Linked DNA regions of Hordeum vulgare: region 2 is linked to region 1. Evidence: chromatin contacts called from public Hi-C data. All regions are on one chromosome and are shown on one strand. The core of a region is the stretch at or near the end of the contact, and the rest is flanking DNA. Distances in the headings are between cores, read along the strand shown. Region 1 has its middle 190 kb from the start of LOC123445453. Region 2 has its middle 160 kb from the start of LOC123445453.

Evidence for each region. Hi-C and Micro-C count contacts between places; a contact is called where the count stands out from the background.
Region 2: a contact with region 1 is called in a Hi-C map of seedling, with 2.2 times the contacts expected there. The contact joins two enhancer-like sites. A contact is called at or near these places in 2 of 6 Hi-C or Micro-C datasets (leaf and seedling).

What each region holds. Positions count from the first base shown.
Region 1 is chr3H:593,163,676-593,168,630 of MorexV3_pseudomolecules_assembly, forward strand. No RefSeq gene overlaps it. Among protein-coding and RNA genes, the nearest start is that of LOC123445453, 190 kb to the right of the region's middle. Within about 2 kb of position 2,561, at least 3 of the 3 cell types and tissues checked have open chromatin away from gene starts, as enhancers often do. A contact at or near this core is called in leaf and seedling, where this site is marked.
Region 2 is chr3H:593,198,892-593,203,846 of MorexV3_pseudomolecules_assembly, forward strand. No RefSeq gene overlaps it. Among protein-coding and RNA genes, the nearest start is that of LOC123445453, 160 kb to the right of the region's middle. Within about 2 kb of position 2,375, at least 3 of the 3 cell types and tissues checked have open chromatin away from gene starts, as enhancers often do. A contact at or near this core is called in leaf and seedling, where this site is marked.

The DNA of each region.
Region 1 (4,955 bases), core at 1,311-3,810:
ACTTCGTATTCCCACATTTAGGGCATGGACAACACATAAAACCATTCTCCTTTTTGCCTCAGCCACTTCGAGAAAATTATGCACGCCCTTAATGTACTCGGAGGTGTGTGTGTCACCATACATCCATTGTCGGTTCATCTGTGTGCACTATATATAATTATGTGTGTCAAAAGTAAGAAAATCAGACAAGTATCTGTCTAAATTAAGAAAATCAGACAAGTCCCTATCTAAAGTAAGAAAATCAGCCAAGTCTCTATCTAAAGTAAGAAAATCAGAAAGAATATAAGAACAAGAGGCTCACCACGGTAGTGCCGACGACGAGATCGACGCGGGCGATCAATTGCGGTGAAAACGGGGACGGGGCGTGACGGACCGCTAAATCTAGACAAATCTCGGGAAAAATAGAGCTCCGAGGTCGAGCTTCGAGAGGAGAAAGCTTAACTAGTGTGGCTCGGGCATTTCATCGAACACCTCATGTGCATAGGAGGTGAGCTAGAGCACCCAAATGCCCTCCCCTCGCCGGCCAGAAAAAACAGAGTGCTCTGCCGCGGCGATGTGTATATATAGGCAAATTATTTGTCCCGGTTCATGGCATAAACCGGGACTAACGCCCCCTTCTATACCGGTTCAAGGCACGAACCGGTACCAATGGATGTGGGCCAGGAGCGCGGCCCATTGGTCCCGGTTCGTGCCTAGAACCGGGACAAATGGGTCCAGACGAACCGGGACCAATGCCACGAGGCCCCGGTCGGCCCCTGGGCTCATGAACCGGGACTAATGCCCCCCATGGTTCCCGGTTCGTGAAGAACCGGGACTAATGGGCTGGCCAGGCCCGAACCAAAGCCCTGTTTTCTACTAGTTGTAGCAATAATCGTGTGAACACAAAATAACAGAAAGTAAAAGAAAGATGACTATTGGGTTGCCTCCCAACAAACGATATCGTTTTACGTCCATACCTAGGCATAATACATAGTATCAAGTGTTGTCATCCTTCTTATCAAGCTCCTAAACCACACAACCATGCTTCATATGAATTAAGCAAGGAAGACTAATACTAGGATCCCTTATTATGTTTATGAATTAGGATGGACACTAATCATTTTAAGATCTGTGTTTCTTTTAATAGGAGTGATATAGTATTCTTAAGGACATACATAACTTTAGAATTTTTCCTTTGAGAGGTGCTAGCATTAGTTTTAGAGGGAGTGACAAAAGTGGAACCCATTTTATCAATGACGTCCTCCATTTTATCAATTATATCAAGACCTTGCTCCACATTCCCAGTGATAATTGTATCTTTCTCCTTTAGTATTTTCAAAGTAATTATTACATTTGATCCAAACTGAGTAATATGATTGTGAACCTTTTTATCTATATCCTCAATGTGTTCTTTGGTAGACATTTTATCTTCAATAATCTCTTGCCTTTGCATAACATGCTCCAAAGTTAATGTAGTTTCATCGATAGTGATAGGTGGTGTCCGAGTAAATTTTCCATGGCTTTGAAACCATCCGAAGTATGACTCGTTAAGAAATTACTACCGGTAATAATGTCAAGAACAAATCTATGCCAAGTAGTAATACCCACATAAAAGTTACGAAGCAAGATGTCGAGGGATTGCTTATGAGTTAAGCTATTTTGAGCATTGCAAATCTTATGCCAATCATCTTTTAAACTTTGTTCTCCCCTTTTTAAAGTTAAGCACTTCATTCCCGAGAGTACACGAAACAAGAGAAGAACTAGGCATGATAGCAAGCAAGCAAATAAACTAGATAAGATAAATATTTTTATGTTTTTCATATTTTTAGGCAAGCGAACCAATATGTGGTTGAATGGTTACGAGGACAGTTGCATTTTCTATTCATGTGAGTTCAAGTGTTCGACTTTAGATTGATGCTTGCATTTTTTTATATTTACTTCGGGTTTTTCAACAATGTACGTTTCGTTTATGTATGCAAGCAATTTTGATCGTAACGTATTAAAAAAGTTAAAAAAAAGACTAGTAAAAAAAGACTGTACTACCTACAATCTCTATCAACAGTGGTATATATAACAAAATAATGCAAGATCGCTCAAAACAGATGATCGGCGCTGGCGGCATGGTGTGATACACGTGGACCACGTTTTCAGCACAACCCGCCGCGTCGCGCCGCTGGCTTGCTCCGGCACTCCACGCCACCATCAGCTGGCAAGTTGCATGGCCGCTGGCTTGCTGCCTTTTCTATCTTTTCCTCAGGCGTCCAGGTCATCATTTAGTTTAGACCAACCGATCACCGGGTGGTGTGGCCGGAGCCGTCCAGCTACACAACGCGTGTGTTTCACGTCCATCGTCAACGGCCGCCCCGGCCACGATCTGATCGATTGGATGCAATGATGCATGCGTCGCAGATGTTTTTCCAGGCGACGGCGACGCGGCGGCTGGATCGTGTCACGTCGACGTCGACCTCCAAAATCGGTCGCTGCGACATGTGTTTTTTTTGGTAATTAGTTGCCCTCCCATCGGTCCCTTTCGTACGTGAAATACTGGTGCGTTGCTGCGAGTTATTAATGCTAGATAGCTATAGTGGGAATGCGACCGAGGATGACCGATGGTGAGCTCTAGCTCCATCGCCGCGCAGTCGTCACGTCAGTCTCCGCGACACGCCATGCATGATGCATGGTGTGGCGTCGTGAGATCGTGTTCCGTGACGTACACATCTCGACTCGCCGGATCTACTACATCGAGATTCTTCCTTCCTATATCAATTTCAAGGTATGAGATTGCTAACCAGACTTGCTGCCCGGTGGGTTGTTCCTTGCTGGCATGTGCAGTCGTGTGAGATTATCTCGAGCCGAATCGTCAAACTCGTTTCTTTTTGTTATACCATTTTTTTAAGCATCTCAACGGCAGCGCAAAAATTTCGTGTCCAATATTTTTTTTAGCGTGACACTGTAGCATTTCTACAGCGCGGGGATCGAAACATCTTCAACAGATGCGCGCTAGTGCGACGCTCAATCAAGCCTAATCCAGCAACCCCACTCCAGCAGCTCAGAGTTTGCTGCGCGCGCAAACCGACTCATTAAATATAGTGCACGGGGTAGCTTTTTTCAACGCGTGTCCAAAAAAATTTAACGCGCACACAATTTTACAACCTCTGTTGAAGCTATCAAACGCAAAAAAAACAAATATTTTAGCGTGCGGGGTATATTTTAGACCCCTGTTGAAGATGCTCTTATATTATTGCACATTTCATTTCCGGTTTACTTCATTGGTGATTCAACAAAAAACAAATTGGAGTACTTCGAACCTTCACTAGACATCTGTACCGCCTTGTTCGGACAAAATTTACCTGCTAAGAACGTCCGAGATACATCCGGACGTCCGAAACCTCACAAACGTGTGTGGACATGTTAGGGCATCGGACGAGGAGCAAGCCCCCATCACTATCATCACATTCGCCATGCCACAAACGGGGCACATTTCAAGGGCGTCATGATGAGGATGCAGCGGGTAGGATAGGCATCGATGCCGGTCTCTGTGTTTCTAATGTTGCAAGAAGACCAACGGTATAACTTACAGCCCTGGAGGAACACCGGCTCGTAGAGTGCAAGATAGCTGGCGAGCAGGCGAACGAGTAAGCCACCGTGGCCATGGCCGTGGTGAATCCGGACATCGTGGATGAGCAAGGGGCGTACAAGTCCATGCTGAGTGCGTGAGATACGATGCGGGCGATGATGGCTCTGTGAGAAAGAAGTGAAGTGTGATGCGGGCGATGATGGCTCTGTGAGAAAGAAGTGAAGTGTGATAAACTGTTTGACGAGATCGCGAGGCAGACACGACGGCGGTGCACGCGATTGCGGACGAAAAAGCTCTTAGTGTGGCTAGTTCTGAGTCATTCGCATCAGGGTCGCGGTTGTGGATTGTCTGCCTTGCAGTGGCGAAGGCACAGGCGAACAGTAACCTTTGCCTTTGCTCAGCTTCACTCGTCGGATCAAGAACGAACATTGACTCGCTATATACAGTACTAGGAACAATACTCGCAAGCGAACCGAGTCGTCCATTCTTGATCCTGTGGCAAGGTCACCGGTGCCTTTGCCATGGCAAGGTAGAGAATCCGCGCCCCAGGGTCACAATATAATGACCACCAAGTTGCATAGTCCACGTTAATCATTGACCTAATCTTTACCAACGATATCCACGTGAGACGGCGGACTCCAACAAGGAATAGGATGTGAAAGACGGACTGCACTAGTTGTTGAATAGTAGACTAGACCATCAAAGAGTAGACTAGACTGAAATTATATTTGTTATTAAAAATCTAGTATTAATAAAATATCGTGTTCGCCTTTAGTTTGTTCATGGGTTTGAATGGCCGGCTATATTGATTGTGTCTGTTTTCACGATCCGGTTAGAGTTGCCCTAAAGACATATCTTGTGCCTATCCTTAAACCTTTATAAGACTTCGCTGTTCGGACGTGTTTTGTCATCTAACATGGGTATGTATAGTTCCGTCCACTAGTCCAAACGTGATTTTTCTTACAAACCGAAAACAAACTCGAATGGAGTCTTTGCGGGCATTTGGACCGCTCACATTATGCCAACTTCTGAGTGCCCTGGCCCACCCAAAAACGATCGTCACGCGTGTCCTTCCCATACAACCCCGTATCGGTTGTTGCATCACATTCATATCATCCAGATCATGCATCGACCGACACTGATACCGAGCGCGTGACAGAAAGGAGGGCAACACTTATGAACACAGCCTCTCGGACATCGTCAGTACAATGCATCGACCGACAATGATACCAAGCGCGTGACAGAAAGAAGGGCAACACTTATGAACACAGCTTCTCAGACATCGCCAGTACAATGCGGATGCCACGTCCCGAGAAACTAACTTCGGCCGCTGCGCCGTATTGATGTGGACTGACATGCCCTTTGCATGGTTGGTCGTGGCTATTTAAGTTGTGTGACG
Region 2 (4,955 bases), core at 1,125-3,624, 35 kb after region 1:
AGATGGACAGATTATTAAAAACACATAATCTACTCTACTCCTGCTAAAATCAGATTATGGATTGCTAATGACCCATTACCCCTGTAAAGTGGGAAATAATTACATTCCTACCACCGCCACCCGCCTCTTTTAAAAAAACAAAGAACAGACAGGTCATTATGCAATGTAAATCCGGATTACAGTTTATATAATCTGCCTCCAAACATGTATACCTATATTATTTTTAAAAATAGATTATATATTCTATCTTTATAATCCAGATTATCATAATCTATTGTGGTTCCAAACAAGGCCTAAGAGATGACATGCTTGTTCTTCCGCTTTCTCGTCCGTGCCTCCGAATATGAGAGAACTCTAACCGACCCCTATAACTGTTTGAAGGAGAAAATAATTCAATTCACCTCGCTGAACTCCAAAAAAACCTTAGAGGCGTGAAAAACTGGAGCTAGCTAGCTAGAGGACATGTGACTCGGCTTATAATCCTGAACAATCTATTTTTGATTTGCCATTCATTCTAGATCAAACGGTCAGGTAGAAATTTTTTTTACTTCCAGCAACATGTAACCCCTATATTTCCTTGACCTCGTGGGTGCGGAGTAAAAATCGAGTTCGCCCCCTCCCCCCCCCCCCCCTGCTGTCCTCACCCCCATCCCCGTCGCCCAATCTTTTTTGGGTCGAGCGGGCATGAGGCGGTGTCATAGTAGCAGAGGAGCGTCGAGCGGGCACAAGGCGACGTGATAGTAGCAGAGCATCGAAGGCCGAGCTGGCTATACCGCCGCATATGTCAGACCGGAATGGACCGAAAAAAGGCTGATATTGAAAACCCAGAACCGGCCCGACTGTCAGGCTCACACCTAATTAGTCGGGCTTTGGGTCTGAGCCTGACATAGCCCGACCGATCCAGCCAGACTGCGGCTAAATTCACATTTTTCTTAAGCCCAAGCCCGTCCCGCCCGACTACCGGGCTCAATTTTCAAGCCCGAGCCCGGCCCTATGGGACGATTAGGCCAGGTCTGGTCCAGATATTCAAGTTGGCCATAGCCAGGCTACACATGAGGACGGGTAGATGGATCGATATGGCAGCCATGGCATGACACGGTTATAAAGTCGACGAATGTGTTATCGCCATCCCATCAGGGTTCAAGTTCTCGTGGTCGCATTTATTTTCGGATTTATTTGGTATTTTCAACGATAACTATTCAATGGAAGGAGACGTTTCCGTCTACGACGAGGAGCCTACGATGATTTCATAAATTTTAAAATAACATGCCGATTTAGTCTCTCAAAACTGTTCATAGGAATATGATGCGCGTGCATTTTTGTGTTTACATGATGTTAAAAAAATGGAGGGCGGTGGCTGGCCCGGGACAAGCAAACACAACAGCTGGCCTGTACGCTACGAGCTGCTGCCCTGTCCTAAACCCCAAACCAAACCATGGAAGCAAAACAAAACCATGTTTTAACCATGCCCTCTGCACTCCAGCCGCGAGCCAGCTCACCTGCACCTCCACTACACTTCTGTCGATCCTTAAAATGTTTCACCGTCCGCTTTGTGCTTTCCACTTGTAGTTCTTATGAAACATGGTACGCCACACTACCTCCGGCCGGTCTTTTCAATCGGCTCCAGTCGACGTGGCCGCGGAATCTGTCTTGTTTGTTCAGCGCTCCTCCCTCCCTCTGTTTCCAGCTAGGACACGCACTGCTCTCCAGAACCAAAACGTACCAGCTGGCGCACGGCTTCGAGACGTTCGAGGTACACGGCGCAGCTATCGAGGACGAGGACGGACGTGTCGACCGGTGCTGGATCGGTTGCCCTCCAGCCAAACGGTTAGTTTGCCACGGTGGATCCGGCTACAGTGGCCACGCTGCATCTGCATGCATGCCTGGCTTCCTGGAAAACAGCACGTTTGCAGGAGACACCTCCGAACATGACAAGGTGGCCTGCAGCCGAAAGAGAGCAAGGGAAAAGCTCTTTTCGCCGCGGTCGCTCCCGCTCAGCCACCCATGCAGATACAATCACACTCGGGCAGAGCAACAACGCCGCGACCGGCCGGCGAGTAAAACGGCGGTCGGCGGGCCCGGCGGCACAGCCGTCCTCGTCGCGGCGCACTCGGCCCCACCATATTCGCCCCCGTGCCGAAATCAAGCCGTCACATGCCGCCGAGCTGGTTGCCCGGCTACAGCTGCACTGTGGGGCCTACGTGGTACAGCTACGCCAGCTAAGCACGAACTGAGAAATCAGCCTCGTCTGCCACGCTCGCTCCGCCACCACCCCTTTCACGTGCGCCAGCTCACGGGCCTGACCAGCCAGCCACTCCGCGCGCCGTCCGATGGCCATCGAGCGGTCCGAACCCGCTGCCAGGCACGGGTTACAGTGCGCTCCCTCCCAGTGTGCTCGCTCCACTCGAGCCCCGGGCCCCGGCTCGGGGGGTGGGCCGCCGTGGGCTTGGCGCGAGCACGAGGGTGGTGGTGGGTGCATGGGTCTCGCTCCCTTCAAAACACACTGCCCACCGCGAAAAATACTCTATATACCCACGAGGCTGGTGGTGGGTGCATGTAGTAGCAAGCCTAGCGAAGCAATCAGAAGGGCTTTGGGCCATATTCGGACGCTGGAAACTCTACATAATCTACACCACCCATGAAAAGTCATGCAAGGTAGGGCTAGGTTCACCTGGTTGCGAGCTAGCTTTGCTGCCAGAAATAAAATCGCATACATATATATATATGCCGTGGACCACCGGGGTATTCTACTCCCTTTCATATGATGATTGGCAAGACTCCTCCACCATCAGATTTAGTTGGACGTAATTAATAACAAAAGAAATGCACTGCTAATAACAGATGAATGAGAGGAGAACACTAGATGGTGGTGTATATTGTATCCTACCTCATGATTAGGCACACACACGCTGTAAAGTCACTCTTGTATCTATGCGCGGCGTGCATGCAGATCACAGCTATTTCCCGATACAAAACCGGCACACTTGCATAATGTATGTGTCAAGTGAACCACCGCCACTAGAAGAGAGGTCGTGTACATACATATAGAGAGAGTTGTTGATCAAGTATTTTGGCTGGTACCATTTTATATATGCTTACCTTGTTTTGGGCAATGTCAGCAGGCTCATGTATTGGTCTGGAATATTTCTTCTTCTTATTTTTAACAAGTGGCACATTTTAAGAAACCAGGCCTTTAAAAGCATGCAGGAAAAATCATAATCATCATTAACACATAAAATACAATCCGTGCAGCAGCTGCATGATCCTTTTATTTAATATAAAGCGGATTTTATTCAAAGAATAATTATATGCAGGGCAAAACATTAATTTGTGCACGAGCGAGCGTGCATGATTGTTGGTGGGGAGGTGTAGCAACTGGACTGGCGGGAAGGGTGTGGTGTGGGCCCCTGCATGCATGCGTACGTGGAGGGAAGCGGCATCTCGAGGAGGGCTGGCAGCGCGTGGCGCGGATGGGCCACATTTCGGGCCTCGGTTTTTATTACACGTAATGTATTTTATTAGTCCGCGAGCAATAAAGAAAAGAAAAGAAAAAGGCGCAGGCCGGCAGAGCTGAGCGCAGGGAGGGAGGCCAGCTGGGAATGAGCGGAAGCCAGCTGGGACTGGGGTACGGCCGGGACGCAGCTCCCGTCGCCGCTCTCCTCGCATGTCCGGACGCCCTGGACACGGTCCATGGACTTGTCCTGTGAAAAGTCCACCCCCTGGTCGCTCTGCTGTCTGGCCGAAGACCATCGTTACCGGAATCCATCGGTGCTTATTTCCACTGCAAGTGCGCAACCAAGCAATCTGACAGCAGTTTGACCAAGGCGTTTTTCAGTTGAAATCTTGCATGAAAAACCACGTACGTACGTAGAAGGCTGGTTTTTGCTCGCGCTCGGTCCATGGACCGGTCTCACGCGCGGCTCCTCCAGCTGGCCTCGGTTTTGGGTCATGCCCAGAAGTTCGCTGTAGCTTGCCGTGCGGTCCTGCTCTCCATCTCACTCTCACACACTTTACCATGCACTGGCCCACAGCCTCATTCCATTTCGTCCAAGAGCCTTGCCACTCCATCAAATACCCGTCCTGCCCCTGGCGGTTGCTTGTACAAGTACTAGTACAGTGAGCAATTTCGGGACGTGGTCCCCACAGATCTAACTTTCGTTAGCGTCTCACATGGAGAAAAATACTAGAAGATGCAGATACACCGGCAGCATAGTAAAAAAAACACGCATCACCGCTGAGTATTAGCGATACTACTGACAAAATGCACATGTGTCCTGATTTGGAGTACAGTTGATGGAAGAGTTAAGTGACCATATTGACTCCCGATTGGTCTATTTATATTTAGGACTGTACTAGTGTGGGCGCCCTACGGGGTTTAGTTCCGGAAATTAACTCTTCCTCTCTATATTCATTTTCGACAGCACGATGATGCTCCCCGGTCCATTTAAATACACATGAAATAAATACACTAAGGCCTTCTTTGGTACTCGTGTATTTTAGGGATTTAGTGGGGATTATCCCGGTCAAACCCTTAAATTCCCACATATCACATATCACCATTTGGTTCTAGTGTATTTGACATGTTTCATCTACACATTTCCTCACAAATCCTCAAATTCTAGTGTATTTTTCTCAATACACAATACACTATCCCTACCTATTGGATTGGGGATAAATGAGAATTTGAAGAAATTGGGTGAAGGTTGGGGTTTTACCCAATCCCTGTGGGGATTATCCCCATCAATCTTCTCAAAAACCCTAGTACCAAACAAGGCCTAACGGTCATTGTATTTGAAGCGAAACCAAGATACAGTTACTCAATTTCGGAATAAGCTCATTACGGTCATTATATACCTGAAGCGGTGATTATACGATCACTGACTCACCATATTACACTCTATTGACTAGTCAAATGATCTACGTGACAATCTGTTGACCGGTCAACTAACTTATGT